Regions from separate parts of the Astyanax mexicanus genome. Here region 2 is linked to region 1. The links are chromatin contacts, called in public Hi-C maps. All regions are on one chromosome and are shown on one strand. Each heading gives the region's core, a stretch centred on a gene start, on an enhancer-like site or on the middle of the called end of the contact. The rest is flanking DNA. Distances are from core to core; before and after follow the strand shown.

Region 1 (3,965 bases), core at 587-3,086:
TGGCTACCCAGCATTTGCTGAGTGTAATATATGGTTTTGTTTTACTTGGCAGCTTGTAAAAAAGCTCTTTCAATACAAAGGAATTTAGTGTATTTTTCGAGAGTGCTTTGTGTAGGATTTTAACTCTGTGACAAATCCACCTTCTTGTTCAGATTTTTTTCTTCCACTTTTTACCAATTGTGTGGAAGAACTGCCTCCAGTGTTTTCACTACAGTCTCTATGCTTTTTGCTTGAGTTAGCCATTGATTAGTAATATTTATTTTTTATATTAACCTAGTGGCTGAATGTAATACAATCATCATAGCACTTCATAATATTGAAGTGACACTTCATAATACACACTTTATATTATCCTTGATGTTGAAATAAATAAACACGAACATGATTGAGCAGGTGTCTCTACGTCCATATAGACTAGTTTGCGGTAGCTGCTGTTAATAGCCACTGTGTCGAATGTGGTTTGAATTTTTGCATTTTTTGTGGAATGTGTTCTTTGTGTAAGTTCTGGAGTTGATCTTTGATGTGTCCATGAGCAATATTGCATTTATTTGAGAAGTTTACGTGTGCCATTATGATCCTGTGCACGCCACCACTCTTCACCTGTTTGCGTGAATGTGTAAGCCACACCATGTTATATTTAAGACATGTCAATTAAAGATGACGCACATCAACCTGATTCTTGAATAGGTAAACAGTGGATCTGATTTTGAGAATCTTAACGTAATGTATTGTACTACAACACTGCTACCCAACAGTTTAGTTACTCACAGTTCAGACTAAAACATAATTAAACATATATGTAAGTATTTACCTTTTACGCTGGATTTGTGTATTTGAGTCTATCTTCACAGTATTTATTAGTTTACATCCCACATGTGCCCCTGGTCCTTTCTGATGCTGGTCAGTCAGAAAGGGAGGGCTGATGAAGAATGTATATGAATGCATTTGAACCCAGGAATCTCCTGTTTCTATCTTTAGTTCATCTCTCGTGTTGCTTTGGAGAGGAGGGAGATTTCAGTGAGTATTCACTGAGAATCCAGCAGTTTTCTATGTTGTGGTATTTTTTTTATTGTGTGTGTAATGTGGTTGGTGTGACTGTGCTTGTTTTTAATATGAATATTATTTTGTTTTTGCCACTAGAGGGAGTAAAAGCTACATTCTCCACCCTCAGTGGAGCATTTTATTATATAGCATTTTATGCTGGGGAAACAAATGCTAGTAAAATGTGCCAACTGAGATCATTGCAGCCCGTCCTTCCATCCATATGTCAATGTATTATTTGAATTCATCTTTGTTGACTCCTTGTGGGTGTATTTTTTGTTTTTTAATTGTTTTCTTGTTCCTTTATAATGATGAGATTGTGCATATACTGGTCAGGTGTCTGAGTCTGTGAACATGAAGTAATCTTACACATTTGGACTTTCAGGTTACAGTATATCAATCTTTTTATTTTTTATACTTTGTCAGTATTTAATATTTTAGATATTTTTTATATATACAGTTTTCCAGTCATTTGGTCACCCTTTTATGTTTTCATGCAGAGCTTGAGTGCTGGATGTTCCGAATCCCCATTTGTAAAATCTCTGTTCTCCCTTTGTTGTACTTTGTACCTTTTTCTTCCTTTTGGCTGCATGGAATTTTTGCTTTTTTGGTTGTTTCTCTTTATCTGTCTCTTCATCTCTCTGTCTTCTTGTCCTCCACAGTTCCTTCCAGTAGTAAACTGAGGACTCCTGCTGCCCCCTCACCTCTGGCCCTGCGGCAGCCTGTAAAGGTTGTGTCTAATCCTAGTTCGGGCACATCCACACCGACTCGATCTCTAGCCCCGCCCCGCAGTGCTCTGCCCCGCCCTAGTGGCTCAGCTGGTGGGGGGTTACCTGTGCCTCGCAGCAAACTGGCCCAGCCAGTGCGCAGGTACACAAACATTTATACACACACACACACACAATGTATATGTAAAATGACGATTTTTTCATTTAGTTTAATTTGTGAACAAACTGACACACAATGTCAAAGTTTTTGATGAACGGACCAATAGAAATTCTCCAAAATTACCTGAAATAAACTCTTTACATTGATTTCTATTAGTGCTGGGCAGTTTGTCCAAAAATGTATATCAGTGCTGTTCTCAGGCAAGATGGAGAGAGGTACGAGTGTTTAGGCTCAATAGAGCTAAGTAGTAAACTCCAGTGTGTTATTTTGCTATGATAACTAGCTACCGTTATCTAGCGAGCTGGCCCAGCATGATTTTTTTTTGGCAGTGCTGTTCTGCACAGTGCTTCTAGTGGTATGACTGTATGAAAAAAAAAAAAAAAGCATACCGGTTGTAAATTTACCCAGCACTAACTTCTATTTAAGAACGTTTTATTTCTTCTGTTGCTGTTTTGGAGATTTTTTTTTTTACAATATTAAAAACTGCTGTTTAATGGTAAATGCTCTCCACAAGGTAAAGATTTGCGTATTGCACTTTGTGTAAAGAGCAATTCCTTTGTAAAATTAGACTTTGTACACCATTGTGCTTCACCTTAGTTAAGAATAGGCACTTGAGGCTCTCTTTGTGATGAAAAAACAATATTCTATTCATCAGTCCTAAATCTATCATTCGAATAATCTCAGTTCAGTACACACAGATGTCTACCAATACTTTCAAAAGACTGGAACAAAGTATTTATTTTATTTCTGTGTGTAGTTCATAAAAGTAATGATGTTTTAAAAAAAAGTAAACCATCAATCCCTCTGCTGCACATCACCCAAGATATGTTGAATCTCCTACTAAACTGAAAAAAAAAGAAAATATAAAAAATGTCAAGTCAGATTTTAAAATGAAAAAATATGTTTTATTGAGGTTCTGTTTTAATCAGTTTTTATTTCTCTCTCTCCCTCTCTTCTGCTTCAAAGGTCTTTACCAGCTCCCCGAAGCTACAGCGGCATCAGAGATGAGAGCTGGAGGGAGGGCTGCTACTGAGCATGCCCAGAAACCTGCAGCACAAAGACGGACTGTCCAACCTGGCACTTTACCGACCTACATAATTATTTTTTTTTTTAGATTACACAATATCTGCAAGAGAGTCACTCTTAGCACCTCCATACAATCAGCAACATAAAGGAAATTCTCATCTCAGTGGGGTAGAAACATGGCTAGCTGGAGATCCGAGAATGCCAAAGAAACCAACTGCCACCAGGAGGCACTCTCACCAACTAAACAGAGCCTATACAGAGAACTGATTTAAACCAGTACCTGATATCTTTGCCTGAATGCCTACTCACTCTATCTATCTCTCATTGAACCTGTGTTCTGACTTTTCACTGTTCCTCTCTGCTTCTGCACCCCTAAAAAAAAAAAAGCCTGGACTATCCTTACATAAATTTTCTCTGTAACGGGCCTGTTGCAATCCTGTGTGAGTGGAGTAGTGTTTTTTAACGTTATATAATAGTTGTCCTGCCGTGCTTGCTGGACACCCTTAAACAGTGGCTGTATGGACTGAATATGAATCCATGACAGTGTCTTTCTCCCAGAATGTCTTGTCATATCTATGTGACAATTATTTATTTAGAGTCATTATTTAAAAATCTTATTTCCAAAGTACAAAATATTCATAATCAGTATTTTTTTCTTAAGTTTTGAATGTTAATGTTTAAACCTCAATTTAAAAGCTAAGTTTCCAAAGCATTTTTCAGTGGATTCATGACGAAGCAACTGGATATAACATTTCATTTTATCACTGTGTATCAATCCAGAACTATGAGATCCAAACCAGGGTTGTTGTGTTTTTTTTTTCTTTTCTTTTCTTTTTTTTATATAATATGTTTCAAGTGTAAACTTGTAGAATCATGGAGTGGTTTGCTGAAATACAGGAGGATCATCGATAGTGCTCTTTGTAAGATCAAAGCAACTTTTCCCAAATTGTGTGTGTGTATCATATCCCTATTTGGCAGTTGAACTATGGTAAACCATTAGATGTTAAACA
Region 2 (3,965 bases), core at 878-3,377, 40 kb before region 1:
TGCTAAACTGTTCATAATCCCGCTCCTCGTTACTGTTAGAGGAGTGAACTCTGCTCCTCGAGGATTAGCCTGTGTTTATGAGCTAGTTAAGGAGGGTGTAGCCGGGCGCTTAGCTTAGCGGCTAACAGCCGAAAACAGAGCCGGGGTGTTCAGCCCGCTGCTGCTGCTGGAGCTCCTGTCGGCCTGAGGCCTTTATTACAGTCGAAACCCAAACAGTCCAGCCGGAGTCATTAAAGGGAAATGTGTCATTTGATCCGGGTAACCCAATCGCTCAGGTAACCGGTAGACTGAGCGGAACAGACACACAGACCGGGCCCTGAACTGCTCCTCCTGTCAGCTGGCCGACCGGGGGAGCTAGTTAGCAGCCTGCTAGCTAACCTAACTAGCCTTGCTAACTAACTAACTCCGAGTTAAAGCCCGCGGAGCGTCCCAGTGTTTACCGCTGCTCAACAGCCCCTGACACCCCCGCCCGACCTCCACCAGTTAACCCCAAGCTCCTTACCCTCCGAGGGAAGCCGGCAGAAGGGGCGCAGCAGCTCGGGGAAGCTCAGGCTGTTCCTGCGGGTCACTCTCTCCGCCTCCTCGCTGCACAGGACGGCCACCATCGGCACGAACGAGTCCTGGATGAACTCCTGCACAGACTGGGCGCACTGGGCCATGGCGCCGGTCCAGCGGGCAGTCCGAGCGAGAACCGGGGGAGCAGACGAGCCGGGCGCGGGAGTGTCACCGAGAACAGAGGAGCCGCTACAGAGTTAAAAACAAGTCCCTCTACTGACAGCCCGCAGCAGCCATGATGGACTCTACAGTCCCCCCTGCTGACCGATTTAACTCCCGTCGAGCACCACGCCTGTCAGGTGATACCAGACAGGCAGCCTAAACACGTCCCTTCAAAATAAAAGTCTTAATGCGGTCTGTAGAGGAGGGTGAAAAGAGGTAAAACAGAAGAAAGCAAGGGTAATAAAAATAGATTAAATAACTGCGAAACCAGTTGTGAAATATTAATCCATATATTGTGGCGTAAAAGCTACCAAAACGCAGCAATTTAAGGCTTATTATTAATAAAAACACGTTTTTGCACACACGAAAGCTGAAACAGAAAGAACACTAGAGGACGCCCTTGAGCAAGTAATTGTTCAACAGGTTAAAGCATTTTGTAATAATGTACAACTTATAATATAATATATTATATTACTACTAAAATATGCACAGTTTAATCAGGTAAAATGTTACGATTTTTACTAATGGTAACTAATCTGGTTAATGAAAGATAGCAACATTTATATATAAACATAATTTTTACGTCATTAATGTATTAAAATAATGTTGATCTCTGACGTCAGATTTGATATATTTGTGCATATTGATTTTACGTTTATTTCAACATTGTTTCAACTGTCTGGTTTTAAATGTATTATTTGTATTAAAGTTTAGTAACAGTCTACAAAAATGTGAGAAAAGCTATATAATGTTATATATATTGTTTGTATTGTATTCTTTTATCCGGTACTGTAGTCTAGCTATGTAAAAACACATTAAAATAATAATTACTAACATTATTTTTTTTTATTTGTGGTAAGCACATTTTACATAAAAGCATTGTGGATGTAGAAGAGCTCAGCCAACCACTCAAAAACTTTAATTATTTAAAGTTAACATTTTATAAAATAATTGAATTACTAACTGATGCCTATGAGGCGATGTGAAACAAAAACTTGTTTTAAGATTGTTTTTCCATCCTTAATCTTAAAAGATGTAATGCAACCAGAAAATCAACCTTCTTTGCTCTGCTCTCAAAATAAAGGATCTCATGCAATAATCATTAGGTATGAAATATTTCTTCATACCTTTTATAAAGAGAGATTTTTTTTTTTTATGAACATCTTATAACAGTCCGTAAACGAAATGAACAATTAAATAGTTTGTAGCTTTGAAATAAATTGAATTCAAATTAATAATATATAAGTAATGAAAAAATTAAAATTAAAACAAGGGGTTAGCATACATTATATGAATTCAAATATGTTTTATACGTTGGGCATTATTTATGGTTATTTTTCGTTGCTTGTGTGGCAAATTGCTTTTCGTCGTTCTGCTTGTCTCGTTGGGCTTTCCGTAGTTATGTTTTTAGCGGCGGGTAGTAGAGAAGCCGGGCTGCTCAGCCCGCACACTGCGTGTTATTTATTTATTTCACTGGATTAATAATAAGTGTTCAGCTTTTTCTGATAAAATCAGCGCGTGTGGGGATTATAGAGCTCAAGTCCAAGTCACCCTGATTACAGTTAATGATCTTTATTGAGCGTTCGAGTGAGTAATCGTAACATTTACAACGTTAGTTAGGTAGCTAGGTCTTAAGTGCTGTTTACAGCGGTACTGAGCTAGGCTAGCTAACATGCTAGTTAGTTGGACAGGTGTTTATTTAACTAACTGTTTACTGAGACTTTCTTTACACAGTTCAGTTAACCTGGCTGACCAGCTCGCGAGAGGTGTAGCTAGTTAACTATATTGCTTTACATCAGTAGACATTTCTAGTTGTTTTAACTAGCTTCTTTGTCACAGACTAGCTAGCTCGTTGATTGGCTGTCACTTGGAGAGAGCTCGTTTTTACCTCCAAAAAATGTAACACTGTAGACAGCTTCTCTTACCTCATATTCTATTGCCTCGGTTTCCAGTCACTTACTAATGAATTGCTAACGTATAGTAAATACTATAAAACATTGGATACATTTGACAGATAGGTCTAGCATTCTCCAGTAGCTAAATCATAACAAAGATATATTTTCCACAACAGTTTAATGATTCTGTTTGGTCAAGCTTAGATAAACTAATGGTTCATCAAAAACTCAGTATTGCCCTTTATTACAAAGTGTATTTGGTCACATGTTTGGTGCTTGAACATTGCTTCTTGTTTTTGTACTCATGCTACAAAGCCAGTATAGATTTCCACTTCGTTTTAGCCACATGTAGCACATTCTTGTAGCTCCAGTGCAAAACTAGACAATCTCTGAAGAAATTATTTTGCTCAAACCTGGAGAAATTGCATACACTGGTTATTTATTTATGTTTGTTTGACGATTCATTCAGTAAATGATGTCCCTTTAATCTAAGCATTGTTTTTTTTCCATCCTCAGGTTTGGAAACGAAAGGGCTTCACAATGCCTGCTTTCCGACAAGTGGGGGAGAAGCAGCTGCCAAACCCAGTTCTGTACATGGCCTGGTCTCCTAAAAGGGACCTCATCGCTTTGGTCAACACAGCTGGTGAGGTGAGGAAAAAGTTTCTGTACTCTCCACAGTGAGGGTCAATAGTTTCTCCACAAAATAGAACTACATTACCTTTAAAAACAACTCGTGTATCAGCGATTAAACTTAAGTTTAAAATGGATTTGACCTCTGGTGAAACATGTCAACAAGTATGAACCTTTGTGGAATAACCCACCTCTGTTCCCCCTCTGAAATACAGAGCTTGTAGCCAATGCTCCAACAGGCTTACAGAGTTCTCAGTGCCTCATTTAAATGTAAAGCTTCTCAGATTTCTTCCAATAAAGTGTGGAGCTATTTTGAATTTGTTAATGGTGTAAAAATATCTTTGCATGGGCAACACTATCCTCCTATCACTAGCATTGTAAGCCTGTTGGGACCATCAAGTAGAAGCGTTGTATTTTGGAATGTTGGGGGTAAATAGAGGTTTGTTAATTGACACAAGTTCTTACTCATTTTTGGAGTGCATTGTAGTGTATGTTTTACTGCACACCAAGTCCATTTAACGTTGGATTTCACATTTAATTACAAGACACATAGGAAAAAAATCTATAACAAAACTACACTTTTTAAATTAAAATAATTAATTAAAATGACAGAACAGACTCATAGAATTAAGTTACAATTGCAATAGATACTTAACATATTATTAATTATAAATGTTATTAATGTTAATACCTTATTTATTGCTAAAAATTAAAGGGGAATTT

What was found. Hi-C and Micro-C count contacts between places; a contact is called where the count stands out from the background.
Region 2: a contact with region 1 is called in a Hi-C map of muscle, with 5 times the contacts expected there. The contact joins the promoter of anapc4 here to the enhancer-like site in region 1. A contact is called at or near these places in 2 of 3 Hi-C or Micro-C datasets (both in muscle).

Annotation. Positions count from the first base shown.
Region 1 is chr1:65,403,887-65,407,851 of AstMex3_surface, reverse strand. It overlaps slain2 (SLAIN motif family, member 2), which reads left to right. Exons shown (of 9, transcript XM_049481847.1): 8 at 1,704-1,911; 9 at 2,896-3,965. The coding sequence ends at 2,962. Among protein-coding and RNA genes, the nearest start is that of si:dkey-90m5.4, 11 kb to the right of the region's middle. Within about 2 kb of position 1,836, the one cell type or tissue checked has an H3K27ac peak away from gene starts, as active enhancers do.
Region 2 is chr1:65,444,219-65,448,183 of AstMex3_surface, reverse strand. It overlaps anapc4 (anaphase promoting complex subunit 4), which reads left to right and starts at 2,127. Exons shown (of 29, transcript XM_007257017.4): 1 at 2,127-2,304; 2 at 3,129-3,260. The coding sequence starts at 3,153. trappc8 (trafficking protein particle complex subunit 8) reads right to left here and starts at 832. Exons shown (of 30, transcript XM_007257015.3): 1 at 503-832. The coding sequence starts at 659.